5 separate regions of the Mus musculus genome follow, and all the other regions are linked to region 1. A link is a contact called in public HiChIP or PLAC-seq and promoter capture Hi-C data. All regions are on one chromosome and are shown on one strand. Each heading gives the region's core, a stretch centred on a gene start, on an enhancer-like site or on the middle of the called end of the contact. The rest is flanking DNA. Distances are from core to core; before and after follow the strand shown.

Region 1 (5,406 bases), core at 851-3,350:
TTTCTGACCTGGATCTTGGCATGGAGATCTTGAGGCACAGTGGCCATGAAAAGCTTAGGCCCAGGCAAGGCAGTACATACCTTCAATCCCAGGAGACTAAGGCAAGATCATCTCTGAGTTCAAGGTGGTACACACTTTTAACCTGGGCCACACCTTCTGTTAGAGACCTACAGGAGGACACTGGGAGGAGGAAGATTTGCTTTTTGCCTGCTTGCACTTACTTGCCAGCACATCTGTTGGAACCTACATCTACAGAAGAGCAGCTGAAACAACTAGCCTCATGGGACTGAGCAACTACTAGATCCTTGGACTTCCCACTCACAGCTGACCATTGTTGAGGAGTTGGACTACAGACTGTTTAAGTCATTGTAACAAATCCCTTTACTATATAGACTATCCATAAGTTCTAGAAACCCTGACTAAAAATACACACAGCCCAATGTGCCAGCCCATCCATTCTGTCCACGACTGGCATCAGCTAACAGATAGCTAGTGTTTATGTTTTATGTCACACCTTTCCTGGCCATGGCTGACTTCTAGTAGATGTTGCAGAATGTCAGACTCCCTGCTGTCAGGCTGATGTACCGGCCAAGCAATACCTAACTCATATTACTCTTGTTTGCTAGTTATCTCTCTCTCACACTTTAGGCCGTTGGTCACCTCGTTGCTTTTGCATTTGCTATGTGCTGGGGTTCAAAATGTTTACCAGACACTTGAAAAACAAGTACGAACCACGACGCCTGCCAACAGCTGTGCCTATGAAAATCAGGGAAAGGTGATTCTAGGACCAAGCCTAACACCACAGACTCTACAGCTGAGCTAGGCAGCGCGGCAGAGGGTGTGAATTGAGATCTACTATACATAACGAAACAGAAGATTACAAAGCACGACACAGGCCAGGACTGTGCAAATGAGATGTTACTCCTGGAAGGAATGGCCTACGGAGGGTGCGAGCCAGGCAACTCAATTATTTCTTCTCATGAAAAACAGCGGATCATGATAATGTATGCTTATGAGGTAGAAACGGGGGCAGAGGGGGGGTGTGAGAAGGGGCGGGTCGAAATTTCCCAAGTAACATGCAATAGGCCAAATGGTGATTAAAAAAAAAAACAAAACAAAACTAAGCAAGCAAACAACGACAATAACAACCACCACCTATCCTGTGCTCGACTTTTCTGGAATTTATTACTTGTAGGAGGATTCTACTCTATTCTCAGTAAGATGAGCATAGTTTGCACAATCCTAGAATCCATGACATACCTGCGGTGACGAAAACTAGCTGGTCCCGGAGGGAAAAGCAACACAGAATGCAGTGTGATTACTGGGGCAAACTGAAGGGCCAAACAATGACCTATCCTATAAACAGATTATCTCACTTGTTCACGACTCCCTTCTATTTTGCTTCAACTAACTATTGGCAAGAGCCCCTCTTAGGACTCTGGGTGGAGCGGATTCCGCGGTGGCGTCTGGACCGAATGAATCCCGGTCTCACGCTGTCCCGATCCTCTGGGGCTGACGCCTCCTGGGAGGTTATGCGGAGCCGCGGCGTTCCCTGTGTGACCTTTCTCCGGGAACGCCGTGACCTCGGCGGCAAACTGCCGTCCTCCGCCCCGGCCGCCCGGTGGCAGCGCACACAGCCCGTCCGCCCCATCGAGCTCCGCGCGCGGCCCGCCGGGAGACCCTAGTCCGCGTCCAGGCTCGCTCTGCACCCCGGGCCGCCGCCGCCACCACCTCCCTGCGGACGCCGAGGTGACTCACCAGTGTGAGGGCCGCCCGCGTGGGCTGCAGTTTTCTCTTGCTCACAGCCCGCACGGTGGCGCGGACCAACGACGCCGACATGTCCACGTCGCGGCACCCGCAGCCTCCGGCTGGAGCGTGGGGACTCAACTTCTCTCCATGGACACGGCGGGCACTTTGACGCCACAAGCTCCTGCGCAGGCGCCACAGGCCCCGCCTCCCGTCGCCCGTCCCGCTCCACCATTGGACAGTCCGGGTGAGTGACGGGCCGGGCCGATTGGCCGTCATCACTGACGAGGCAAGGGAGGTGACCTGTGACCTTGCGGGCTTCGCGGTCACTGCGCTAGCGGAAGTGGGATGGCTCCTTCCGTATGGCGTACACTAACGACAGACCCCCCGGAAGTGGGGACACGGCTCTGTGACTCTGGAGCTGCTTCGATAGTAAAGCAAGCGGGTAGACACCATACGACAGGTTTCCAGTTATTGAAATGTCACTCTTGTGTAGCAGTTTGTGTCAAGAAAACTGAGCACGTACGTAGCTACCAGCCTCGCATGGAAGCACGGGCATGGTGGCTCTATCCGAGCCTCTGAGAGCGAGCGCCCTGGGCGCTACGTTAGCATCGGTTCTTGAGTCCCGATCCCGGGCCCCGTGCACATTTGGCTAGCCTTTCCTGCTAGCCGGTCCCATTTGATTAGCTGTGCGCCTGTCACCACGCCTCGGCTTCCTTCGCGGCCCGTGATGACGTAAGAACGGGAGCTCCTTTATCTCGGAGCAGCAGCTGGCCCCGTGCGGGAACTGGGTGGGCGTGGGGAGTACTGAGGGGTTTGCTACCCCTGATCGCCCCCTTATGGTTCCAGGAAGGCCGAGGGAGGGAAATGGATTCGGCCTCAGGTCTAGACGGAAAGAACAAGTGTTTTCTTTTCCAGTGCGATCTCACTGGTCTGACTAGAAGGGGCAGTTTCCCCGTCCGAAATGGGGACTTTGCCATGCTGGAACACTGACAGAGTAAGACAGACATTGTACATTCTGCCTAGACCTGCCCAGGAGCTAAGAAAATGTTCTGACCCTTTCTTCATAGCTTTACAAAGAGTGGGCACACCATGTTTTCAACTCTATTTTTAGTGTCTGAAAACTGTGAACCCCACTCGGTCATTGATCTCTCTCTTGCAAGGATTTTGTTCCACTTGGGAAGATATCCTCTCCTTAAGATAGAAGCCACCTTTGAAGCAAAAGAAAAACAGACTGATTTTTTTTTTTTTTTTTGGTTTTTCGAGACAGGGTTTCTCTGTACACTGAAAACACATCTTTTACATCTTTTACCAGGAAGCTTGCCAAAGCAGTTCACAGTGAGCAAGAGACTGTTAGAAGGTGAAGATCGGGTGTTCAGAACTCCTGCTGTAAAAACTGGATTCTGAGTTTCCGCTGTTTTAGAACAGAACAGGGCATCGGCCCTGGCCCTGCGATCGCTTGCAGAGGAAGCTTTGACTTGGCCATGGCTGCGAGCCTGCTATCTTATCCGCTGAGAAGCGTGCCTCACTTGTCTAATGGTATCAGTATAAGCCATCAAAAACACCAGGCTGCTGGGCAGAATTTTTTTTAAGAATCAAAATGTAGGAAACCTTTTTAAGGCTAGAAGAAAACATGACAATTCTGTTTAATTTTAGGGGTAAGTACACTCCTCTCCCTCAACAACCGACAAAACATCCAAGTAGAAAATAACTACCAGGTATAAAGATTGGCCTGGCTGCGTATTTCTTCTCCGTTCTAGGGGCAGAGGGATAAACAACACTAAGCGCTTTTTCAGTAGGCGTGGCACTGTTCCAGCCAGAAAGCAGCGCTGTCACTTCACAGCCAGAGGCAGGAGGAAAGGAAGCAGGCCAGCAGCTGAGCAGGAGGAAAGGAAGCAGGCCAGCAGCTGAGCCGTCACGTAGCAGGGAGGCCCCGGTTGCACAACCCATGAGTTTGATGGTCACCATTTTTATTTTTTTACCATGATTTCCAATTTCTTAATGATTTCCATTTTGACATGACTCTTTCATAACTAGACTATGACCAGTCTAGTTCACACATATATGCCTCTCGTGAGTCTCCCTCGTTGTGCCAGTGTCCTTAGCAAGCTCTCTCTCTGCCCCCCAGTCTCCTGCTTGCACACCCCAGACCCGGTGCACAGCTATCAAAGGGGAACAGCATGGGCACCCTATTAAGGAGATGTGTACTGTCAGCGCTTTGGTTGACTTTTCTAATGACTCATAAGAAAATAATGTGGATAAAATTACACGTTCAAAGTTCGATTTTATTTCAAAATGATAAATAAACCGGCATAGTTCTGACTCTGTACTATTTCAGAAAGGCTTGTGAAGTTCATTAACAGTTTAGAGAGGGCTCCAGTCAGACCAGAAGGTTGCCAATCAAACTTGTGATTGGCAGAGACAGCAGCCTCTTTGATCTTCAGAGGTTTGTAAAAGCTCTCCACCCTAATTTCTGTGTATCATAAAAAGTAAAAAGCACTTTTATTCTGTCCTTTTCTCCTTTAATTTTTCTTTTTTAAACCAGCAAAAAAGGACTACTTATTTTTATGACTTCATTTTTATGAGCACAACAGTTCTGTCAATTACTTAGAGAAGGAAGCCCTCAAAGATGTGCCAGTGGTGCTGTGGTCGTCCACCGAGGCCCACACTGACAGGTGCTTGCATTCCATGCTATCATTTCTACAATGAGCCATGAAGAATGCTTGTAGACCCTATGTACAGCAGTATAGTCCACATGTCCTTGATGTGCGTCCATACCACGATCCAGGAACAACAGAGAGAATCCCCTCTTGGAAATCAAAAAGGGGATGTGTAGGGAAAGAGGGCTAACTCCTCTGGTGAGCAGCACACTATTTTTAGAGTGCTTTGAAAGAACTAAAATCCATGACGCTGTAGTCATTGAATTCTGGCCCTCATATTTTTCTTTTAAGTTGACTTTCTATTAAAATCTTCAAATCTCTGGAGATTGGTGGTATAGTTAGACTATATTAAAATTTTTCTTTTCCTTATTAACAATTTCATTAAAATTTAAAAAATTACGATGCCCCTCAACTGTTACGTTGAAGCCTGATCTGTGTCACTGTGTCCTGTGCCATGAACCTAATTTCCCAAGTGGCCACGGACACCTGAGTGGCATTTCCAGTGCTGCAGTTCCTTCCCTCATGATTCCTGCTGGGTCCTCTTCACTGAGGCTCTCCCCTGAGTCATATATTTACTGGAAAGGCTACCTAGGAGGGAAAACAAAATCCAACATAAACGAAAAGAATGGTGTTTGAGCAAAGTCACACAATACTTATTGTCAGTTACTGACAGACACGTGTCCCACCACAAAGGGCACTCGTCCTGAGTCGAGCAGTTAGGCTAGGTATAAACAAGTGCACAGCCATCAGAGGCACTGGGCAGTGCTTAGACACTGCTTCCTCAGTGCTGGTAAGGTACAGCCCCGAGGCTGTTCAATGCAGCCACAGGCAGGCACTGAGGCTGGAAGAAACATTTTGAAAGTTCTTTACATAGGATATTCTTTTTGTTTGTAGCTCACAGACTGCAAAGAGATCGCTGGCCAGAAATTAGTACCTCATACCATTACCCTTTAGAAGTCTAGTAATACCTTATGGATGTACAAGGAGAAAATAAAATTCT
Region 2 (5,406 bases), core at 1,541-4,040, 930 kb after region 1:
AAGTCATTGCCAAGGGAGAGAAAAATAAGGAGAGGTGTTTTTAAAGGAATGGCGTTGGCATGGGTGTAGATGTTTCTCCGGAACCTTCTTAAGCCCTGTGTCCATCAAGGATAGGGCCTTTCCTAACCATCCGGCCTTAGTCTCTCACTCTGTCTGCTGCTGACATCATTGAGGACATGAGTCCTGGATGTTCTGCCCATGGTGCCTCTGGGCATGTCTTTACCCTCCCTCGCCCTTGGGCTCTAGCTGGGCTGCACTGGCTGCTGTTCTGTCCTATCATAGGCCTTAGGGTTAACCCTACCTGGACATTACCTAACCTTGGGACATTGAGAAGTGCAGCCACATCCACGAGAACGTCTAACTTCCCAATTAGAGGTGAGGCTCCTCTGCAGAAGTTTTTCATGAATCAATAGAGAGTGGGCCTTGATCCTGGATCCAAGTCGCTCTGTCCATGTGTGAGGCACGCACAGCCCAGCCTCTGGGGGTTCTGGGATAGTCATTGGTTATCTCAGCTCACCTCTCCATCCTGCATCCTTTTGAGTATGCTTAGTGGGGCCTGATGATGTAGTTGTGAAGTGAGGACCACTTGGCATCTCTTCTCTGAACTCTCAAGCTGATGTAAACCTGCTCTCTATACAGGTTGTGGGAGCTCCTCTCTGCTACCATCTACCTTGCAACAGAAACCGGTGTGGGATTCCCAGGGAAACTGTAAAGTGACTGAGATAGTCACATCCTGTCTTGGTTCTAAGCCAGCGAGTTCACAGCAGCCAATCCTGGCTCTCCAGTGTTCTGCTGCAGGAGAGGGAAATGAGGATTAACCCATCATGCAAAACAACAAAAAAAGTTGCTGCAAAAATAATCTTTGTTTTGTGTATGCAGGTGTGAGTGTGTGTATCTTTGAGTGTGTAATGTGTGTGTATATGTGTATGTATGTGTAGTATGTGTATATGTATGTGAGTGTGAATGTGTGGAATGTGTGTAGGTATACGTGTGTGTGTGTATGTGTGAAATGTGTATGTATGTATGTGTGAATGTGTTTGTGTATATGTGTATGTATGTGTGAGTGTATGTGTAGGATATATGTGTATGTGAGTGTGTATATGTGTGTGTGTGATATGTATGTATGTATGTGTGAGTGTGTTTTCTTCAGTGGCTTCTGCTGCTAAATGTGATGAATTGTCCTCTCCTAATATGAAAATATTACCTTTCATTTAGGTTTCTTCTTGTTGTTTTCATGTATGTTCTTCAGCAGGTGCGCAGAAGTGTACACAGCCTGAGGGGTGGTCAGACCCTTTGTAAATAGAGAAGAAAGGAGAGGGTGGGGATTGATCCAGATGTTTCTTCCTGTGTCTCAGTACCTCCGAGGGATTGCCATGTAATTGCATGGCCTCATTGTTATCTAACCACTCGCTGTCTTGCTAACTTCCTTTCTGATCTCCATGCGTGGGAATGAGATCTGGTTGTGTGTTCTGTGACACTGAGGATGCTTCTATCTACAGGAAAAAGACAACCCAGATCAAGCTGCCTTTAGTCGGAATGCTTAAGTACTGAAAAGTCCACTTACATAGTTTCAGGCTAGCATCAACTCAGCCACTCTGCAGTGTCCCACAGACCTGGTTTCCTTTCCTCCACTGCACGCCTGGCAGTGGTTTCCCTTAAACCACAAGCTGATCCCTACTGATCCCACATAGCTCAGCCACTTTCGAGTTTTATATATCGTTCAGTGTCTGTGAAGAGAGTCTCATAAAGACTGCCTCCCCATTGTCTGAAAGGTTTTACATGGGCCATGTGTCTGTCATTGGAGTTAAAAGAATACGGTGCACTGATTGGCTCAATCTAGATCCCATGATCCAGTTCCTGGAGTTGAAGTCAGCAACCCCGAAACCCAGAGATCCCTGGAAAGGGATTTCGACTGGGAGGAGGGTGAACAGGGTAAAGAAATTGCTCCTCCGCCCTTTGGTTCTGAGGACTGTGGATCTTGTTTTTCTGGGTGCTGTGGTATTTAGCACTGATGCAAGGAATGTCTCTGAAGGCAGACTCTTGTGTGTTCTCTACCAATATTATTCTTTCCGCCCCTCCCTCTTTTCTTGGTTCTGTGTCTAGACATGCAGAAGAAGAGTTTGTTGAAACAGGCCATGTGTGAGTGCCTGAATTGGGAGGGAAAAAAATTATAGACAGATTGGCTAGCTATCTATTTAATCAAATGTGTCAAAGGAAAGAAAGGAAGAAATAGAGAAAAAAGAAAAGGAAGGAAGGAAGGAAGGAAGGAAGGAAGGAAGGAAGGAAGGAAGAAAACCTTACTCTTTATGGCATTGCTCAGAGGGAATGGGCTCAGTAAAGCTGCACCATGCACAGTATGCCCACCTCCCTTGTTTATTGTCAAACTTTTGAACTTCCCTGATCAGTCCGTGTGTCCCCATGTTATGTCCTTGCCCTGATCCTGCTTTCAGTGAACCTTAAATGCTGTTCCATCTTTCTCTGCCAGTGGACAGTTCGCAGTTGTGAAGAAATGTCGTGAGAAAAGTACCGGTCTTCAGTATGCGGCCAAGTTCATCAAGAAAAGGAGGACCAAGTCCAGCCGGCGGGGCGTGAGCCGGGAGGACATCGAGCGGGAGGTCAGCATCCTGAAGGAGATCCGGCACCCAAATGTCATCACCCTGCATGAGGTCTATGAGAACAAGACAGATGTCATTCTGATCCTGGAGCTGTGAGTGTTCCCTGTGGTGTCTGGAAGAGACCGTGGGGAGGGCATGGGGCTGCATGGGCTATCGTTATCCCAATTGAGCCATCCTTGAGAGAAGCACTGAGCTGTGTGCCTGAGCCTGAGCTGCCTGAAAGATGCAGCTTCGAGTAACTAAGGAACACTTGATTTGCAGAGGGTCCATGAGTCTTGGGGCTCACCCACTCTGAAATTCATCTTTGTTTGCCATACTTAGGGGCTTCTCCGTAAGCTTCACGCGTATACCATACCGTTTTCCTTGTCTTTTTCCTCTCTCATTCCATCCTCCTTTCTCTTGTTTCTCCTTCCTCCTCCTTCTTAATCTTTCACACACACCCTGCTTTTAACTGTGGAGCTGTCAGCGATAATTACAGGAAGGATGGAGTTGAAGCTGAACGCTGAGACGTGATTCTGGGACTCTTTAAGCATGCTGCTGCTTTTCCATCTTGCCCATCTGGTGTCGTGGTGGGCAGCCTGATTGATAAGCATTGTTCTGAGCCAGTTCTGGTTTCTACCTCCTGCCTCTCCCTTTCCTGGATCCCTGCCTGCCTGTGCTGTGTGTGTGGGGTGGGGGGTGCGGGGGGGGGGACCCATTGCGATCAAGGCCAGCAGCCCACTCTTGCAAGAGAGAGGAAGAAGCCAGTCGAGGGTTCTCGGGGAGTCTCTGTAGGCATTTTGGATGTCCACTTGGGGAAAGCAGGATGGGTGGAGCTCATGCCCTGACAGCTGATCCGGGGTGGTCCTCAGGGACCACAAGTCCCATTCAATTCCTTGGAGTTTTCTAAGTTCCGGTGTGCCTGCCCACTGTTTGACTGCTCCCTTTCTTGTCTATAAATTAGATGGGCATACAACTCCTTTAACCTTTTGTGGTTTGGGGGGAATTCCTGTCCAGTCACATAAATAATGCCAAAGGAAGGGTTGCACAGCTATGGTAAAGTTAACAGGCATAGTCAGGTGACTCAGGACAGCCCCACAGCTCTTCCCACACTCTACAAAGCTCCAGTGTCCCTTGGGCTACTTTCTAACATACCCATCTCCACGTCCTAACCCCCAAATGTGCCAACAGAATGGAGCAATGTGTAAACTCTGAGACCTGCCTCCCTAACTCAGCGTGAGATTTGCACACATACTCTGTACTGGCTAGTTTTGTGTCAACTTGACACAGCTGGAGTTATCACAGAGAAAAGAGCTTCAGTTGAGGAAATGCCTCTATGAGATCCAACTGTAAGGCATTTTCTCAATTAGTGATCAAGGGGGAAAGGCCCCTTGTGGGTGGGACCATCTCTGGGCTGGTAGTCTTGGGTTCTATAAGAGAGCAGGCTGAGCAAGCCAGGGGAGGCAAGCCAGTAAAGAACATCCCTCCATGGCCTCTGCATCAGCTCCTGCTTCCTGCCCTGCTTGAGTTCCAGTCCTGACTTCCTTTGGTGATGAACAGCAGCATGGAAGTGTAAGCCGAATAAACCCTTTCCTCCCCAACTTGCATCTTGGTCATGATGTTTGTGCAGGAATAGAAACCCTGACTAAGACATACTCTATTCCTTTAAAAACTGCCTAGTAGCACTCTACCACCTGGATGGTAAAGTTTATTCTTCTATTGCCCAGTGGATATGTGGGCTGCCTCTAGTATATCATAGGAGTAGAGCAGTCCTCAGCACTCATAGACTCATGTGAACACATCTCCCCACCCCCTAGAGTGGGGTTGCTGGGGAATGTGGACATCCCACTGGGGACTGCCAGGCTTGTTTCCTGGAGTGTCAAGTTTCACTTTCCAGCCTCCCCAGCAGTGGGTAGCTTCAGTTTCCCTGCCAGCACCAATGTTGGCAGTGTTGATGTTTTTAATGGCACATATGTGGTTAGGTACCTGGCAGCGTGCAGCTTTGCTAATGGTGTGGCGACCTTGAGGACAGCCTGAGGAAGTTCACCTGGAGCAGCTGCAGGAAGTGGGAAGGAAGGTTATAAGGATGGTTCCCTCATCATGGGGTCAGGAGCATTTTCATAGATCCCAGTGGCCCCACATCATGTTCTTGCCATTTCACCTCAAGTATATGCGTAGCTTTGGTGGTTCTGATATGTGTTCCTGACTGAGCTGTAAGGCTGTTCAGACATTTGACGGCCCAGTTAGAGCAAAGTGACCAACCTCCCCTGGAGTAAGAGACACTTCTGGAGCTACCCTGCAGGCATCTGAGGAGATATCTCTGATGACCCCAGTGTAGACACTATTTTTCTGTTTGTGTGTTCAAAGCACAGAGGTCCGACTGTAGGCCAGGCTCTGCCCCTGTGTTCTTTGCAACCCTGAAAAGTAACTTTAAGTTGATAAACTTCTCTTTTGCCACTTGCTTCATGGTAGAACAGTCTGCTCACGGTAGAGCTACCCACTGTAGCAGCTCAGTGCAGAGTAAGCATGAAGGAGGCATAGGCTACATCCCGCAATCACCACTTCACATCCTCCACACACCATTGTTCTTGGAGTCATGCCGAGGCAGAGATCTCTTCTGCCTGGATTATTGCCCACTCACCTCACTGCACAGTGCACAACACTACAAAACTTTGGTGTGTGCTTGAATCATTCTGTAACTCACTTGCTTACCTGGCAAGCGGCGAAGCCAACTTAGAGAACTTAGTGTTGACTGTGTGACTTAACTTTCTGTGACTCTGTCAAAATGCCCGAGACGGTCAATTTGAAAGGA
Region 3 (5,406 bases), core at 1,886-4,385, 890 kb after region 1:
GCCCATGGTAACAGGGGACAGTATTGCCAGATGCCTGAGTCTTTTGGCAACGCTAGAGTTCTGAGCTTTAAAATACCGAGATTGGACTCAGTTCTCCAAAAACACAGTGGTTCAAGGCTGTGGCTCAAACAAATAGCCCTTCAAGTCTCAAGTTGTAACCAGTGGATGAAAGTGACATGTCCTGATCACTGGGGCCTAATTTCCTTTGAGGCACTTGCGTTTCGAAGATTGCTGAAGTGATTCCGTTCTGAGTTAATGCAGACCCCGGGGAGGTGGGTTATTATGTAAGGTGCCTTCTTAGGTCCACCTTGCTCCCTGCTTTAAGGCATGATGGCTCAAGACACTGGGAAGCTGGGCTGCAGTGTGAGCGCTGAATTACTTTTCCAGGTTAACAGTATTCTTCCCTCTCTATGAAGGGGTCTGAGCACCTCAGGCTGGACGCTATCCCGAAGGGGAAGGCTCCAGACACATATTGTGTCATGTAAGTCATTTTCTGAAAATCTTTCAAAGGTCATTGAGGGCCGTGTGAGCTTTCTACTTTTGTTTTATTAGTGTATCTGCGTGCATGCACATATGTGGGAGTGAGAGGACAGGGAATCCTTGGATTAAACTCATTTCATCAGACTTTTGAGGCAAGCCCTTTGACCCACCGAGCCATCTTGCTCACACACTGTTTAGTAATTCTCAAAAACCGGGCCCTGTTTTAGATTGTAGTTGTAAATCACTTTCTCCCAGGGTGTGAGGGGACTCTCCACAGCGGTGATCTTACTCCAGCCTGGCGTGCACATGGTACTGTCAAAACAAGTAGACTATGAGAGGGGCCTTTTAAGGACCGGAGAACTGGCGATAGAAGAGGGGAGGGGGACAGTCAACTTGCCTCATCTTCAGGATAGGAAACATGTTACTGGGTTTAATAAGGAGCATGGCTCTGATTAGCCACACTGTCTCAGCCAGGCTGCTTGTGGAGCTTTCTGTGAACGTTGTAAGTCACTGCTAGTGGGTCTGGCCTCAGATTTAGATAGACTGGATGAAGTCTGACTTTAAGTTTAATGGTTTCTGTGTATTCGTGTGTCGCATACGCATGTGTACATGATTTTCGGTGAACTTACTTTAAGCCATTTCTAGGGCTAGGGATTGCCAGGCTCAGCGTTTATATGGGTGCTGAGATTATGAGCTCAAGTTCTCACATCTGCGTAGCAAGCACTTTACCCACAAAGCCATCTCCTCAGCTGCTGGGTCATATACATATAACTTCATGCTCATGTGTGATTTTCCCATATGCGTGTCTGTGTACCTTGTGCATGCCTGCTTTCTGTGGAACCAGAGGGGGGTGTTGGATGCTTTTGAACTGAATCCACATGTGGGTGGGTACTCAGAACCAAACACAGGCCCTCTGGAAGAACAGCAGTACTCTAACCACTGAGCCACCTCTCCAGCCTCTTCACTTTCTTTTCAACTTTTACTTTTGAGACAGAGTCTCACGTAACCCAGACTTGCCTTGAACTCTTGATCCTTCTGCCTCTGCTGCCAAGTGCTGGGAATCACAGGAGTGAGCCACCACACCCAGCTCAGGTGCCTGATTTACGCTTCACCGTGAGTCAGACATACCTAGGCAGCTTATTAACCTGAAGATTACTGGCCCTGGGAGCTGAGTCAGAACCTACGGCCCTGGAAACAGTATTCTTAAAAGTCCCTCCTCCAGCCTGATCCAGCTGCTGATTGACTTATCTGCAGCAGCTCGGGTACCTAAATCTACCCGTACAGGTGTGTTATTCACACTTAATAAATAGAAACACTTGGGCTGGGGAGATAGCTCCCTGAATAAAGTGCTTGCAGGGCAGGTTTTCCAACCCACTCATGTAAGTGAACACAGGTATGATGGCAGGCACTTGTGAGCAGCGCTGGGGTGTGGTGACAGGCAGAGCTCTGGAGGTCTCTCTAGCCAAGCAGCCCAGCCAAATTGGCTAGCTTTAGACCAGTGAGAGATTGTTTCAAAGGAAAAGGTGGACGGAGTCTGAAGAATGACACTCCAGGTTGTCTCAGGCTGTCATACACATGTACACATGTGTGTTTGAACCCCACATTTGGGCAGGCACATACAAACATAACCAACACATGTGTGCACACATGCACATTAGCGCCCCCCCTCCCCGCTCTTATGTGTTTGTGATGTTATGTAACTGGGGTTGGTGGGTGGCTATGTAAACCATGCGAGCTTGGAGCTTTCTACAGTACTGCTTCTGTCTACTGAGTGTGGCAGTTCAGCCTTAGAAACGCATGTCTGATAAATGCTTGAGGAGGAAGAGGATTTGGAAACCACTGGTTGTCGGGCTCAAAGCCTGCCATAGCCTGTGTCAGCTGGGGCTCTGGTCTCAGGCTGTGATTTGTGGGAAGGGCTGAGAGAATTACTGTTGGGTCCTGTGTCATTCTAGACACCTCTTCAGCTTTCTCTCTAAGCCAGAAGCCCCCTCTTCCAGGCCATGGGTCTATTTCCTCGCTTCCTGCCTGGAACAAATTATGGAAATGACTCTGCACCTGAGAACTACTTTTCCCCACTGCTTGGTGCATGCATGCATATGTGTGTGTGTGTGTGTGTGTGTGCGCGCGTGCATGCGCTCTTTCTCTCTCTCTCACACACACACACACACACACACACACACACACACACATACACACACACACACCTTGCAAAAACAAATTTCAAGAATACAGTGAGTGCATTCAAAATGCAGGCGTTTCTTCTCTTTAGAGGAATCACTCTAGGTTTTACTTCCAGACTTCTGATGCACATTTTATTTCTGGTAGTGTTAATGTGTGCATTTCTGGATCTTCCTTAGCTAGGACAGCTTAGAGACCTCCCTTGGGCTTGCTTTCCTCACAGCTGTTTACCTCTTATCTCAGGCTCCATGCTGCTGCTGCTGCTGTTCTTTGCATACCTGAGTCACCTGTTAATATTTTCTTTGTTGATAAGGGAAGAGTCCTTGTCTGTTTCAGGAGAGAAGGCCCAAACACGGATGATCAAATGGCACCGGGTCTTAAGGACTTGACCTCATTTTCCCTCTGGTCCCAGTGTGAAGCACACTCCATTCTTGTTTTATTCTTTTCTGCTTGGTTCAGACTCTGTGTGTGATCCTAGCCTGTCTAATTATTAACACAGAGAGAGAGACAGCACAAATTGTTGGGTAGCCAGGGGGTAGAGAAGTCTTGTCTAGGAAACCAAGTTTATCACATCTCTAGTGGCTTTGGTGTTAGGTGGCAGTGTGTGTCATGGCTTACCTCTGGGAATGCCACCTTCCCATTGGGCCGTTGCTCTTTTTAGTTCATCTCATTTACTATGCAAATAAAGAGCTCATCACACGTGGTGTACGTATGACACATGAGCAGACCACTTTTGCTTCCCACAGACATCAGCCTCTGCGCACTTCCCAACGAGAGGAGTTAGCAATGTCAGGGCTGAGATTTAGGCTGCTGACTTCAAATGTTGACTTGCCTGTGCACATGTACGGGTCCTGAGTCCCAGAGTCAGAGGCTGGGAGAGAGCAAGGATACATACAACACTGAGCAAGGGTCTCTGAGGTTTTATTTTCCTCATCTAAAGTGTCATGTTCTCGGTTTGCTTTTGTTGCTTACATGGCGCACTGACCCCTAAACATGCTGATAAGGGAAGAATAGGTAAGAGAACACTCCCAGGGTTCCTCTTAGTTTCAGTGAAGCACACTGGAACACGAGCCTTCTGTTTGCCGTTGAAAGTTTAGCACTTGAATTTCAGGTTGGACTGTCCGGCACATGAAGGAAGACGCAACACCTCATGCCAATGCCTGTTTTCTGTAGGCCCCAGAATAGAAGGCATTGTGCCTTCGGTACACACGCATCCAAAGCCAACAGTGACTTAATTGTACCCTGAGAACAAAAGCCGCTACTTGGGTCAAGATGGGGCAACTTAAGACTTTTCTTTCTGCAAAATCAGTGGCTGGGAACACCAGCGCAAACATCTCAACTGTTGCTGGTATTTGCTTGTGAAATTCTGATCCATGGCATGGTGTATTCTAGAACTTAAAGTGTTGCGTGCGTGTGTGCATGTGGGCGTGTGTGCTGGTGTGAGAGCATTTGTCTAGCATGTGGGGAGTCTGGTCCTGAGTTCAATCCCAGTATTGCAAAAAGAAGCACAAATAAATAATTTAGATCTGGGCTGGCAAAATGGCTAAGAGCACTGGCTGCATTTCCAGAGGTCCTGAGTTCAATTCCTAGCAACCACATGGTGGCTCACAACCATCTGTAATGGGATCCAATGCCCTCTTCTGGTGTGTCTGAGAGCTACAGTGTACTCATAAATAAGATAAATAAATAAATCTTTAAAAAAATAATTTAGATCTGGTGTTGTGAGGACCAACTCTGAAGATACACAGAATCTAGTCCTTAAACTTGTCTCCACCCCACCCCCACCACACATGCAGTCAGACATTAGACAGAAGGAGGTTCAAAGTGCAATTGGGCTTTTTCCTGTTGTCCAATCTGCCTCTTTGTGGAAGCTCCGGAGACACAAATTGAGGGTTGTGTGGTGAGGCTGCTCATCTGCCCGCCAGCGCTTCAGTTTGGGTGAAGTCAATTTGAAAGCCTCACACTGTTCGCAAGTATAGCCATCAGCAGGGAGTGTGTGGTCACTCAGGCCAGAACATGGAGCCCCCCAGTGTTTCATCGGACATCTACCACCTTTATCTTTTGTCTCTCCGAGGTTGCCAGATGCCACTGCTGGACCTGGAGGTATAGATGAGATGTTTCTTCTCTGAGAGCTACCCAGCTATTTGTGAACTCCTTCAAAGAGGACCCCAATTCTCATCATTTTCATTTGGGAATTCCCATTTTTCTTGTGCCTTTCAGGATGTCAATCGTGACCAAGAAGATTTCCAGGGTTCTCATTCGTCAGGGGGAGTGGGGCAGAGTTTAGCTTCTCTCTTCCCCATTGGCTCTCCTGCCCCAGTGAATGTAGCAACTAATGATATTCGTATTATGTAAACACAACTGTCATTCATTGACCTTACACATGAGTGTGTACACATGCTGACTGTCACTTTAAGATTCACAATGTGTAGTTTTTGTTTTTAGGGTTTTTTTTTTTTTTTTTTTTTTTGGCTGTTGTGTTTTGTTGTTTGTTTGGTTTGGTTTTGGTTTATTGAGACAGGGTTTCTCTGTGGAGCTCTGGTTGTCCTGGAACTTACTTTGTAAACCAGGTTGCAAAGATCTGCCTGCCTGTGCTGGGATTAAAGGCACGTGCTACCATGGCCTGCAAAAGTTTACTCATTTATGTATATGGGTGCTATGTCTGCAGGTATCCTGCATGCCAGAAGAGGCACCAGATCCCATTATAGGTGGCTGTAAGCTAGCATGTGTTTTCTGGGAATTGAACTC
Region 4 (5,406 bases), core at 2,141-4,640, 710 kb after region 1:
CAAAGAGTCTCAAAAGGGGGCTGTCTAGATTGCCCCTCCTGAGTTTATCTGTGGGAGGTTATCTTTTGTTTGTGTTAATTAACGTGAGAAAACTAGACCTCAAAGGAGGGTTTGAGTCCTGAATTGTGTAAGAGCAGAGAAAGCAAGCTTAGCAGAAGACCTGGGTCCCTGCTTTCTCTCTACTCTCGACTGTGGATGTGTCTGGCTGCTTCAGGCTCCTGCCTAGATTCTGCCACAGTGATGACCTGTGACCTAACATGTGACTGGAAACTCTTTCTCCCCTAAGATGCTTTTACTCGGGATATTTTGTGACAGCAGCAAAATGGAACTGAAGCAGGAAATGTTGAAGACAGAATGAAGAAGCCCATCACAGTTTCTCGGCTGTCTGTCCTGCATTGCATCCTAGCTGTGGGTGGACATGGGAATAGTGTTACCAGCCATGTTTGAGGGATTCGTTCATTAGGTACTGCTGCATCCGACACAGTAGAACATCTGTAGATAGTGAGAACCCCTTACTGTGTACAGCTGTAGAGGAGCCAGGAATTCATCTCTCCTTCCACAGAAGGATTCAGTGCTTCTGAGAAAACCTGTGCTGACCTACATTTTCTATGCATGGCTTGGCATGAGATCATGGAATCCACTGGATGCTTGAATCCCATGAGCAAGCTCAGACAATAGCATCCCCACCTGCAATTAAAGATGTGGAGGGAGGGCAAGGGACTCCAGGTCTTCCCTTCTGTGCCAAGGTTTCGGCTCTTCCCTTAGTTAGCAGGAAGCCCTCTGGGGATGGAGGAGCCTCAAGAAGGAATCTGAAATGCTGAGTGGTGTGTTACCCTTCCTGGGAAGACAAGTTCTGTAGCAGTCACTGAGGCCAATGACACAAGTCCAAAGTGGTGAAAGAATGAGCTTATGGGAGTCGCAGTAGGGAGAAATGCAGACAGATGGATGGAGGTCATTTATAAGAGCACCAAGTGACTCAAAACTTCATCACTGAAAAGTCCCACCCAAGCTTGGATAACGTCTCACACAAACACAACCTCACTGGTGTTCTGCCCCTTCCAACCAGTGTCTTCCATCTCCTGTCTATTTTAGCACCATCCTTGGAGAACAAGACAGGAGTGGTAGCTAGCATCTCAGGTAGGGGCCCATGGACAGCCACATTTGTTTGTGTGTTTGAACTAGTGAATATTAACATTCCCGACACTGACACTGTAGACCCAATGCAATGGTGAGTTGGCATTGCCAACATAACTAGATTTAGAATCATCAGGAAGGTGAAGGACACTTCTGGTGGTGTGTTACCCTTCCTGGGAAGACAACTTCTGGGAGAACGTAGGATCTGTGCAAGGGTTTACTACTTTCTGGTTCCTGATCCACCAAAAGGTGAATGCGATGAAGCTTTATGTTCCCGTCACTACAGATTAGAGAAGGCCCCCCAACATCGACTGCACCCTCAAACCCTGAGCTGAAATAAACCCTTCCTCCCTTTGTCCACAACTGTGAGGAAAACGACATCTTGTGCTTTCACTATATTCTCTGGTTTATTCTGTCACCGTGACTGTGGAGCCGGGTGTCCTGTGCATGTCTACAGCCTCTCTACTCAAGAGGGCTCCTGATACCTAGGGGAGACAGCCTCATTATGACACAAAGGCGGTTGGACACAGGTGCCTCTGGCTTCTTTCTCATCTCTAGCACTTGGAAGGCTTGTAAAAAAAAAATTCAGTGACTTGAAACTATAAAACCTGGATCTTCTTCATACCATAGACTGTACTCATCAGACAGATGTTCCAAGATTCCCAGTGGATGCCCCAAACCTTGAATGCTACCAAACCCTTACATACCAGGTTTCCCTCTATATATACACACATGTACAAAGCTTAAATAGAACAGTACTATCGCCCATTCATGAAACTTACATTAATATGACCCCAGTCTCTTGAAAGAGATAAGACAATATCGGGATGATGAGGACTGCAGACTTGTAAATGAGACAGACCACTGGGCAGCTCCTTCTTTAATTCTTGTGTTTGATTCCTGTGCCTCATGAGAAAAACCGTCATCATCTTTGTTTTACAAAACTGAATGTACCTGCTGCCTGTAACATAATGTTTTAAAGAGTATCTTGTGGCGTGACTCACCTGGCTAATTAACATATATAGTGTGCCTTGTGTTGCTTTCTATTTGTGGCGAGAACATGTAACACACGGGTTCCTTAGCATTTTCCAAGAACACATTACAGAGCTGGGTATGACTCCATGGCAAAACATTTGCTTAGCGTATTCTTAGTTCCAGGGTCAAGAACTGAGAACAGAATGTTGTCCAGGTAAGGTAGTACAAACCCACTAAAGGAGGGCTCCTTCTGGTTACAAGGGGGGCATCTCTGGCCTGCGTGGAGACCTAACATTTCGGTTAGCCTGTGTCAATCACCTAGCCAAGGGACCACCCTTCAGGAAGGCCATGTCACCCCTGGGATTCCCAAGATCCCACCCCTAGCTGCATGTCGCTTTATAAGTCTATCTGCTTTCTGAATCATTCAGAAAATCCTAGCTTCCCCTCCTCATTTCTGTCTCATGTCTTAGGATGCTTTGCCAGCACTTTGGGCTTCTTCAACATTGTGGTCTGCCTTACTCTTTTTCTAAAGCCTCCCTCTCTGCCATGTGGCTGCTTGTCCACATGGCCAACCGTGGTTTTCCCTTTCTCTCCTCAAGTCTTCTCCTCTCTGAAGATGCAGAGGTGACAGCTTGCCTGCTCGAAAGGGATGCTCTCTTAAACCCTGGTAAAACTGTCTCAAAGCCGTATGTGTTCATCCATTCTTAAAGTTTTAAAGGTTTTGAAAACCATGCGCAGGGCTATTTTGCCTGGATCTGTGTCTCTGTCTCACTTCAGCGTTTGGTACGCACAGGGGCTAGAAGAGGGGTCAGAGCCCTTGGAATCTGAGTTACAGACAGTTGTGAGCCATTATACACGTACTGAGACTCAAACCTGGATCCTCAGCTCCCAGTGCTCTTAACCACAGAGCCACTTCCTCGGCCCCCTTTTAAATTATTTTATTAAAGAGACTAAACGCCCCAAAGTACCATCTGGTAACCAAAGAGAGGCTTCCCAAATGCCAGTAACAATAGTTGGACACACCATACTCCTTACCACAGTCTTCGAGTTACCATGCGCAACGGTTCTGTTCACATGTTCACATGTAAGATTTCCATACTCGCCACTGATTTTCTGAACATCGGTGAACTCTAAGGGTATTCCTGAATGTAGTCTGGGAGAAACCGAGTCATCATTACACTTTGACTTTATAATAAGAAATCAAACTTCTGGGGCACCTGCTCTGCAGGACCATCGTCCATCTCCGATTTATAATACTGTTGTCCATAAGATGGGGCCAAAGAGCCACAAAGCGTAACACCCCTCTGGAAGAACCAGGCTGCTTCAAGGGCTAAATCCCTCCATTTTCTGGAAAAAAAAAAATGTGACAGAGATGGGGTGGGGCGGGGTGGGGGACCCCTGAACTTGGCTCCCGTGGGTCTGTCTGTCTTTCCTGTTTCTACCACCCAACTGACAGTCCACAAGGGTGAAAATGGATACGGAAACTGTTTCACCTGGAAGGATTTCTGCCAATTTTTTAAACACAGAGAACCACAGAGAAAGTAAACGAAGAGGCTCCAATGCGCGAACAACTGTCAGTGGTATTTACGAGGGAATAAAGCTCCGGCCATCACAAAAACCCAGATTGCCAGAGCTCTTGATCGCCGGTTTTAATCAAAATGCAGCCAGCTGCCTGTGTTTAATGTTAATTGTGGAGTTCTGTATCTCAGCCAATCACTGCACTTCTGAGCTGGCACCGTGACAAAAACAAGCCAGACACCAAATTCTTATCCTGACTCATTTGGCTGAGGTGGGGTAGGGTGGGGTGGGGAGGGGTGGGGTGTAAATCACTTACAGGTCTGGTCAGTGTTGGTATGAAGGACTTAGCTGGTTTTGTAATGCTAAACAACCTCTATGCCTGACATTTTCTTTCCGTCTTCAAGATGCACCTGCAGTGCAGTTAGAAACCTACAGAACCCGCAGTTCGCACTTCCTGCTACCAAAAGGCCATGTAGCATCTTCGTGAGATAATGTTTTTATGTTGGGGTCCACTATTGCCCAGAGAAGCTGCTTTGCTTTGTAGCTTCCTCTACTCCCTGACCAGTGCCCTGGGTTGTAATTTAGAGAAGTTTCCCTTTTCTCTCAGATTGCTTAACACTCCAAGCACCCAGCCAATCCCCACCCCCACCCCCACCCCCACCCAGCGGGAGGGGTACCTCTGGTCTGGAAGGTAAGCAATGCAGATGAGCTGGAGTGAATGGAAATGTCCAGCAAGAAAAATAGAACCCCTTTCCAACTTCCCACAGTCCTGTCCTCTCTCCTCATCTCCATAAATGGTTGGTGAAATAGATGTCTTCCTGACAGTCTCTAAAGGAGCTGCGGGTTTCTAGAGTTACCTCAGGCACGTGGTGAGTGCACAACGAAACCTTCTACAGCCTTGAGCCGGACTCAAAGAGATCTGACAATGCAAAGACAGTGTCAGTGATTGGCCGCGATGCTTAGCAACTAGTTTGTCCCTCTCTGGTCTTTTACATATAGACTGTAGTTAATATTTAAACAAATGTAAGCAGACCCACGGGTTGATTAAATTAAGTCTTCTCCAGCTCGATTTACATAACTTGCAGTAATCAGAACGGGGAGAGAGAGAAAGTGGAACTGGGCAGAGAGGTACACTTTGCAGTCGTTTGGAATCAGGAGTAATTGCAGCGAGCTTCTAAGTTCTGCTGTTATTGAAGGAAGGCCCAATTGGCTGAGGCTAACTGTAATCTCAAAATATTAACAGATGTGAGTTGCTGAGCTGGCAAGTTAAAGTCTTAGATAAACAAGCAGGAAAATTATAAACAAGAAGAAAGAAAAGCTGGGTTAAAGACCTGAAAACCTCATGGAGATTCACCGTGCCACTGGGTTCTAGCCTAGCCCCCGGAAGTACATTCATTTAGCCAGTGCTAACTTTGTTTTACCGCAGAAGCCGACTCTCTTTAAGACAACCCCCATCACTCCAACCCTGCCTGCATGCCTTTATACAGGACTAATCCACCATACAGGGCAACATCAGACGCCCTGCTGTCTCTTTGCAAATTGGACAGCAGCACACACCTCAGTTGTCTTAAATTGTACCTTTCCAAGCTGTTCCCTGATCACCTGCGGTCTCAGGGACAAGAAAGAAAAGAAGCCACGTGGCGGGCACAGTGCCACTGCCGGCTACTTCATCCCCCCACCCCCAGCTCACAGCGCCCGCGCGCCTCCACTACTTCCCAGGAGTTTCTCAGAAACGGAAACAAAATTAGCCCTAAATGAAGCACCTTGACTGGAGCAAAG
Region 5 (5,406 bases), core at 1,574-4,073, 690 kb after region 1:
ATTTTATTAATTAAGATATTTGAGGAAATTAGCAACATGTTCCTCAAATGCATATGAGGTAACAGATTCTGAATAATTAAAACTGTTACCAAAAAACAAACAAACAAACAAACAAACAAAAAACACAGATCATAAATCAGAGGGATCACAGATCTAAATTTCAAAACTTTCTATTCAGCTACAGTAATCAAGACTGGGTGGTAGCTGGGTGGTTATGAGGACTGACTGTTCTCATAGAGGATTAGGACTGTATTCTCTGCACACACACATGGTAGCTAAGAACCATCTATAATTCTAGTTCCAGATGATCCATCGTCCTCTTCTGGCCTCTGAAGAGGACCTCTTCTGGTACTGCACCCACATGGTGCCTAAACATACATGAAGGCAAAACACTCCCACCCATACAATTGAAATGAATAAATACTTTTTTAAATAAAAGGGGACCGTGACATGAAGGCAGATACACTGGCAGATTGAATGGACCAAGGGTCTGTGCATAAACAAAGTCTCCAGGACCAAGCATGTAGAAGAACAGTCTCCCAGCAGAGAGCAGGGGAAACACACATTCCAAATATTCAAGTACTCGCTTCAACAAAACTTATCTGAAAATAAATCTAAGACCCAAAATAAAACTGCAAAACCAGCCTGGCATGGTGGCACATATCTTTGAGAAGCAGAGGCAGGCAGATCTCTGTGAGTTCCAGGCCTGTCTGGTCTACAAAGCAAGTTCCAGGGTAGACAGGGCTATACAGAGAAATCCTGTCTCAAAAATAAAACAAAACAACAACAACAACAAAACAAAAACAAAAAAAACCACAACCCCCCAAACAAATAAACAACCCCCCAAAACAAACAAACAAACAAAAAAACCCAGAAAACAAAAACAAGAACAATAGCAAAAGACTACAAAACAATTACAGCATCAGATTCTTTGATTTGATACCGAAAGCACAAGCGACAGATAAATTAGACTTTATTGATAGGAAAAATCTTTGTGTTTTAAAGGATTCCACTGAGAACCCACATGACAAGAGAGACTATTTGCAAATAAAGGACTTATTTCTGGAATAGATAAGGAGCTTACGTGACCCAACAATATAAACAACTCAACAATGTACAGACAAATTGCCAAGGGTGGGGGGTGTCATTGTATATATGCTCATTTGCTTGTTAGTTTAGACAGTCTTACTGTGTAGCTTGTGTTGGCTTGGAACTCACTATGTAGACCAGGCTGGCCTTGAACTTACAGAGATCCATTTGCTTCTGCCTCCTGAGTGCTGGGATTGTAGGTAAGAGCTGCCACACCTGATATACCAGTTTTAAATGAGTAAAGGAGTTGAGGGAATATTTTTCAGAAGAAGACATGCTGATGGCCTGTGAGCCCATAGAACCATGCTCCACACGGCCAGGCATAGAGAGAAATGCAAACCAAACCACAGAGGCCACCGAAAGCTCACTCAACAGCAAAGATAAGACAAACAAGGGCCTGTGAGCATGGTGGCCAGAGATTAGAATCCTCGTTCTCCATCTTCAGGGACTTTAACATTCGTGCAACAATTTTGGAAAACAATCAGAAAATTATTCAAAATTACCACAGGGCCGAGCAATGCCACTCCTTGGGGTGTGTTAAACACGTGTTCACACAAGCACTTGTACAAATCCCCAAATATCCAGCAGCTACTCAATGAGTAAGTGGGCTGGACCATACAGTTGAATATGACTCAGCAAAAGGAATAAAGGGCTGAGTCATACAACAGAGATCTGACCACAGATGGCCACACATCATACACGAGAGAGTCTATAAGAACTGGCTGTGGGAGCAGATTAGTAGTGGACAGGGGCTGAAAACGGACAGTCTTAAAGGGTTTCTTTTACGGTGATGAAATATTCAGAATTGAACAGCAGTGATGGCTGCCCAACCTTGTGACCAGATCACAAAGACTGAACTGTTCGTTTTTACCAGGCCAATGTTACTGTGTAAGATCAATCTCCGTGGAAATGTTGCTGTACCCGGTCCTGCTCTTCGGTTGGATTCTACGAAACTGCCTTTCCCCAACTTTTCCGACCTTCCCATCTACCCCAGGCAGTGAACCTGGAAGCCAAACAAGTTATTAATTTTATAAAGTTGAAGTAAGCTGTGTTGCCGAGGGCTGAAGGAAACACAGCTTAAGCCCTGAGCAGAACATATATATCATGAATTAAAGCTAGAAAGGGCATGTAAACGGCACCAGTCATGATGAAAGACCTCGGCTTCTCAGAGGTGTTTTCAGAGCAGACATGTTCCCTGGGTGAGGAAAACAGACCTGTTTTAAATGCAGAGAATTTAATCGTTTTGAGCAGAGCTGGCTCCCTATGTTCTTGCCTTCTTAGTTTGCAATGGTCTCTCCATCCGGATTCCCACCTGAATCAGCTAGGATTGTGTGAGTGCTAGATGACAGAGGGGAGCTGAAAATGCTGGAACCCTTCCTGATGCAGACAAAGGCTGCCAGCCCGGCAGCATCATAGGCCTGTGGACAGCAGAGAAGACCCTGGACCTGCCCTAATTCCTGGATTCCTCGGTTACCAGCTGTCCTCCTTCTGGCTCCCCACTGAGGACAGCACCCCAGCCTAGCGGTTGGTCTGAGAGCCGAACTGCCCCTGGCATGTTGTTACAGTCACAAATATAGACAAGCAAGGCAACTTAAGCAGGCGATAAGAGACAAGAAGAATTAAGGAGACACATGAGCCTTCTGCTCAGCTCTTCAAGGCTATCTCACAGCTGAGGGCTTGCAAATACTCCCCTGCCTTCCCGGAACATTCTTGGCTCGGGAAGCATAGTTCAGATTCCTCCAACAGGTTGCCCTGGAGCCACTTCCCCTTAAAGGAGCCGTTCTCACGAGCAGCCACGAGGCAGCTGCAAAGGCACAGGGGCCAGTGAGCACGGAAGACTTCTCCTTTGTTCTTCTCCTCACGTTGCCACGTGTTCACTAACCCTATTAGCTTCAAGAATTACCAACCAAAGGGTTTTGAGAAATAAAAGAGACCGTAAGAGCCCCGAACCCCAGCCCAGCTTCCAGACAGCCCCAACTTCCATTTCTCTGGGGAAACACATCTCGTCCTACTGAGGCATCTCTGTAGTCTGACAAAATCTGAGCCTTTTAAAATGCAGATATTTTATTGTCCACAAAAAAGGTCATTCAGTAAACTAAAGCCAGAGAAAGGAAATGGGGAGGAAAAAGCGTGAGGCTTAATGAAAATTAAAGAGATGAAAAAAAAAAAAAATCCCTCCCAAAGCTACTTTGCTGGATTGTATGCAAATAATCGGAAACACATTTTGCGGACTCAGCCACCCTTGAACTGCACTTAGTGTCCTAAGTTAATAGAAAGATGCTCAGCAAACGTTAAACTGAAAACAGCAAACATGTCTGGGGTTCTTCCAGACCTCAAAACGGCTTTAAAAAAAAAAGCTTAAGATTTCATTCTTCCAAAAATATCTAGATGCCTTAGGATAATTTCCCCTGCCAGTGGTGACTAAACCAGGAGGCATCGGCAGCTCTCCGCATAGTTCAATCTGGATTCAGTTACTGGGAAACTTCCCACCCAGCCATATTTAAGGCAGGCACTTGCCTACCAGTTCAATGGATCTCTTTTTTTTTTTTTTTTTTTTTTTTTTAAGAAATGTTCTATGAAGTGGTACTAAATATAAGTCCATTCAAAAGGTCGCTAAGTGCCTCTTCTAGGAAAGAGGAGAAAATGACGTTGGAATTAGAAGAAAAAGGGGGGGAAAAAAACCTTCTGTCAGTATTGGACTCCCCCACAGTCTTTGTGAATTCCTCTGGACTCCACCCTGACCGGTTTATGCCTGAACACACAACTCACCTGTCAGCTGCTGCAGCGCCTCCTGCTACAGTGAACTATTTCATACATGGTGAATATATTGTGGAGAACTTGAAGGTAAAACCAATGAATTCTTAAAGTGGCAGGTGGTTCATCCTGGTGTGCTCACATCAGATGTAGTAAAGTGCCAATCATTCCAACAGGGTTCAACGCTACACACCAGCATCTTGGTATCCAGGCTCCATGTGCTGTGTTATTTTGTTTGATGCCTTAAGGGTCTACACAGATTAGCTAAACCAAATCACTGGCCCCTTCCCAAGGCCAGAAATGAATGTGTGCTATGTTTCCCTTTCCTTTTACTGCACAGAGAATGACAAAAGCCTGGGGAAGACAAGGCAGGACAGATAAGTAGTTCTGTCAACTACTTGTAAACGTTCCTCCTAAGTCAGGAGTGCTCCTAGGGGTAGCATCTGGGCACTGATAACCTTGAATCCAGACCTTTAAATGGACTCTGCTATGAAGGCACTGGTGAGGTTTTTCATGACTTCAAGTTTGGTCTACATCAGCCAATAATTGAGAACCCTGCCTGGTTGTCAAATGTTGCCTGTAGCTCCTCTTTGGACGGCAGTCCAAAGCAGATCTGGAGTCAGCCAAGAATAGTGAATTTAATGAAAGGGCACTAAAACACTCTAACAGCCAACCTAACCTTTGACCCTCAGATCCCACCCCATCCCTGATGTTTCAATACATCACAGCTATAGCAAACTATAAAGGACAGGCTTGCATTCACTTTGGTGAGTGTTGGTGGTTCTGGCTAGCAGCACATTTTATTACAGTTTCACACTAACCACAAGGGGGCGGGGGTGGGTGGGAAACACTTGAAAATGACAGAGATAGACATCTACCAAGGAGTCTGACATCCACCCTCAGAGATGAGTATGCCTAGTTTTTATCTTTAATATAAAAACTGGCAGGGAGATGACCGTTCCTAGACATTCATCTTTAATATAAAAACTGGCAGGGCAGTTTCATTGGCTGGGTTCCAACAGCAAAGCTATCTCCAGGTCACCCTCCGGAAGCTGGGGCTAAAGCCCGAGACCATATCTGCCAGCACTGAGACCCGATCTTGCTTGCCTTGAATCAGTGCTGAGGCGCGTGAGCACACACCCATGCAGCTGGTCTACTGGGGTTTCGGGAACACAAAGCAACTTGCATATGATTGCCGAAGTACCGAGGAGACTGAATCTTCCAAAGTCCGCAGTCAATGAATCTACCTCACTTGCTTTTCTATGCTGTGCCTCTGACAGTGCTACCATGAGGAGATGGGAGTCTTCCCACATCCCTTTTAATATAAAAAGGCTTGAAAGTTATGCGTAATCCACTGAAGGTAGGGAGGTTGTGCTGTATGGCTTTACAGGCTGGATCATGGCAAGGTGACTTCACCAGCTAGGACATAGAAGGCTGGAGCCACCATGCGAGAAGCCTGACAACTTGCATACACTCCAGCCTACAAACCTAGTATCTTAACTATGCCTCACATACCACACCAGTGAGTGAAGGAGTTTCTCAGTGCAAAAATAAACTGTCCTC

What was found. Promoter capture Hi-C pulls out the DNA fragments that hold promoters and counts their contacts. HiChIP or PLAC-seq counts read pairs in DNA pulled down with a chosen protein or histone mark.
Region 2: a contact with region 1 is called in a promoter capture Hi-C map of hippocampal neurons, with 2.5 times the contacts expected there. The contact joins the enhancer-like site here to the promoter of Etohd2 in region 1. A contact is called at or near these places in 3 of 39 promoter capture datasets (frontonasal cranial neural crest, hippocampal neurons and liver), 1 of 115 datasets of contacts at active chromatin or transcription factors (hepatocytes) and 1 of 9 other capture datasets (adipose tissue).
Region 3: a promoter capture Hi-C map of liver shows a contact between it and region 1, with 3 times the contacts expected there. The contact joins the enhancer-like site here to the promoter of Etohd2 in region 1. A contact is called at or near these places in 2 of 39 promoter capture datasets (frontonasal cranial neural crest and liver) and 4 of 115 datasets of contacts at active chromatin or transcription factors (bone marrow-derived macrophages, extraembryonic endoderm stem cells, hepatocytes and 1 more).
Region 4: a contact with region 1 is called in a promoter capture Hi-C map of liver, with 3 times the contacts expected there. The contact joins the enhancer-like site here to the promoter of Etohd2 in region 1. A contact is called at or near these places in 6 of 39 promoter capture datasets (the 3T3-L1 cell line, 3T3-L1-derived adipocytes, cranial neural crest and 2 more), 4 of 484 Hi-C or Micro-C datasets (3T3-L1-derived adipocytes, cortical neurons, muscle stem cells and 1 more) and 6 of 115 datasets of contacts at active chromatin or transcription factors (the NIH/3T3 cell line, astrocytes, embryonic forebrain and 3 more).
Region 5: a contact with region 1 is called in an H3K27ac HiChIP or PLAC-seq map of trophoblast stem cells, with 8 read pairs. The contact joins the enhancer-like site here to the promoter of Etohd2 in region 1. A contact is called at or near these places in 3 of 39 promoter capture datasets (the 3T3-L1 cell line and cranial neural crest), 3 of 484 Hi-C or Micro-C datasets (3T3-L1-derived adipocytes, cortical neurons and muscle stem cells) and 4 of 115 datasets of contacts at active chromatin or transcription factors (embryonic stem cells, hepatocytes, pancreatic cancer cells and 1 more).

The regions. Positions count from the first base shown.
Region 1 is chr13:59,767,866-59,773,271 of GRCm38.p6, forward strand. Etohd2 (ethanol decreased 2) reads left to right here and starts at 2,101. Exons shown (of 2, transcript NR_015349.3): 1 at 2,101-2,481; 2 at 3,062-5,406. Isca1 (iron-sulfur cluster assembly 1) reads right to left here and starts at 1,924. Exons shown (of 4, transcript NM_026921.4): 1 at 1,759-1,924. The coding sequence starts at 1,839. Tut7 (terminal uridylyl transferase 7) reads right to left here. Exons shown (of 27, transcript NM_001373962.1): 27 at 4,011-4,994. The coding sequence ends at 4,927.
Region 2 is chr13:60,693,746-60,699,151 of GRCm38.p6, forward strand. Dapk1 (death associated protein kinase 1) reads left to right here. Exons shown (of 26, transcript NM_029653.3): 3 at 2,486-2,707. Among named protein-coding and RNA genes, the nearest start is that of Gm35540, 10 kb to the left of the region's middle. Within about 2 kb of position 2,791, at least 43 of the 459 cell types and tissues checked have an H3K27ac peak or open chromatin away from gene starts, as enhancers often do. A contact at or near this core is called in hippocampal neurons, where this site is marked.
Region 3 is chr13:60,661,131-60,666,536 of GRCm38.p6, forward strand. All of the region lies in intron 2 of Dapk1 (death associated protein kinase 1), which reads left to right. Among named protein-coding and RNA genes, the nearest start is that of Gm35540, 22 kb to the right of the region's middle. Within about 2 kb of position 3,136, at least 21 of the 459 cell types and tissues checked have an H3K27ac peak or open chromatin away from gene starts, as enhancers often do. A contact at or near this core is called in extraembryonic endoderm stem cells, hepatocytes and liver, where this site is marked.
Region 4 is chr13:60,475,776-60,481,181 of GRCm38.p6, forward strand. No RefSeq gene overlaps it. Among named protein-coding and RNA genes, the nearest start is that of A530001N23Rik, 30 kb to the right of the region's middle. Within about 2 kb of position 3,391, at least 86 of the 459 cell types and tissues checked have an H3K27ac peak or open chromatin away from gene starts, as enhancers often do. A contact at or near this core is called in cortical neurons, embryonic forebrain, hepatocytes and 3 more, where this site is marked.
Region 5 is chr13:60,452,573-60,457,978 of GRCm38.p6, forward strand. No RefSeq gene overlaps it. Among named protein-coding and RNA genes, the nearest start is that of Gm35333, 21 kb to the left of the region's middle. Within about 2 kb of position 2,824, at least 113 of the 459 cell types and tissues checked have an H3K27ac peak or open chromatin away from gene starts, as enhancers often do. A contact at or near this core is called in 3T3-L1-derived adipocytes, muscle stem cells, pancreatic cancer cells and 1 more, where this site is marked.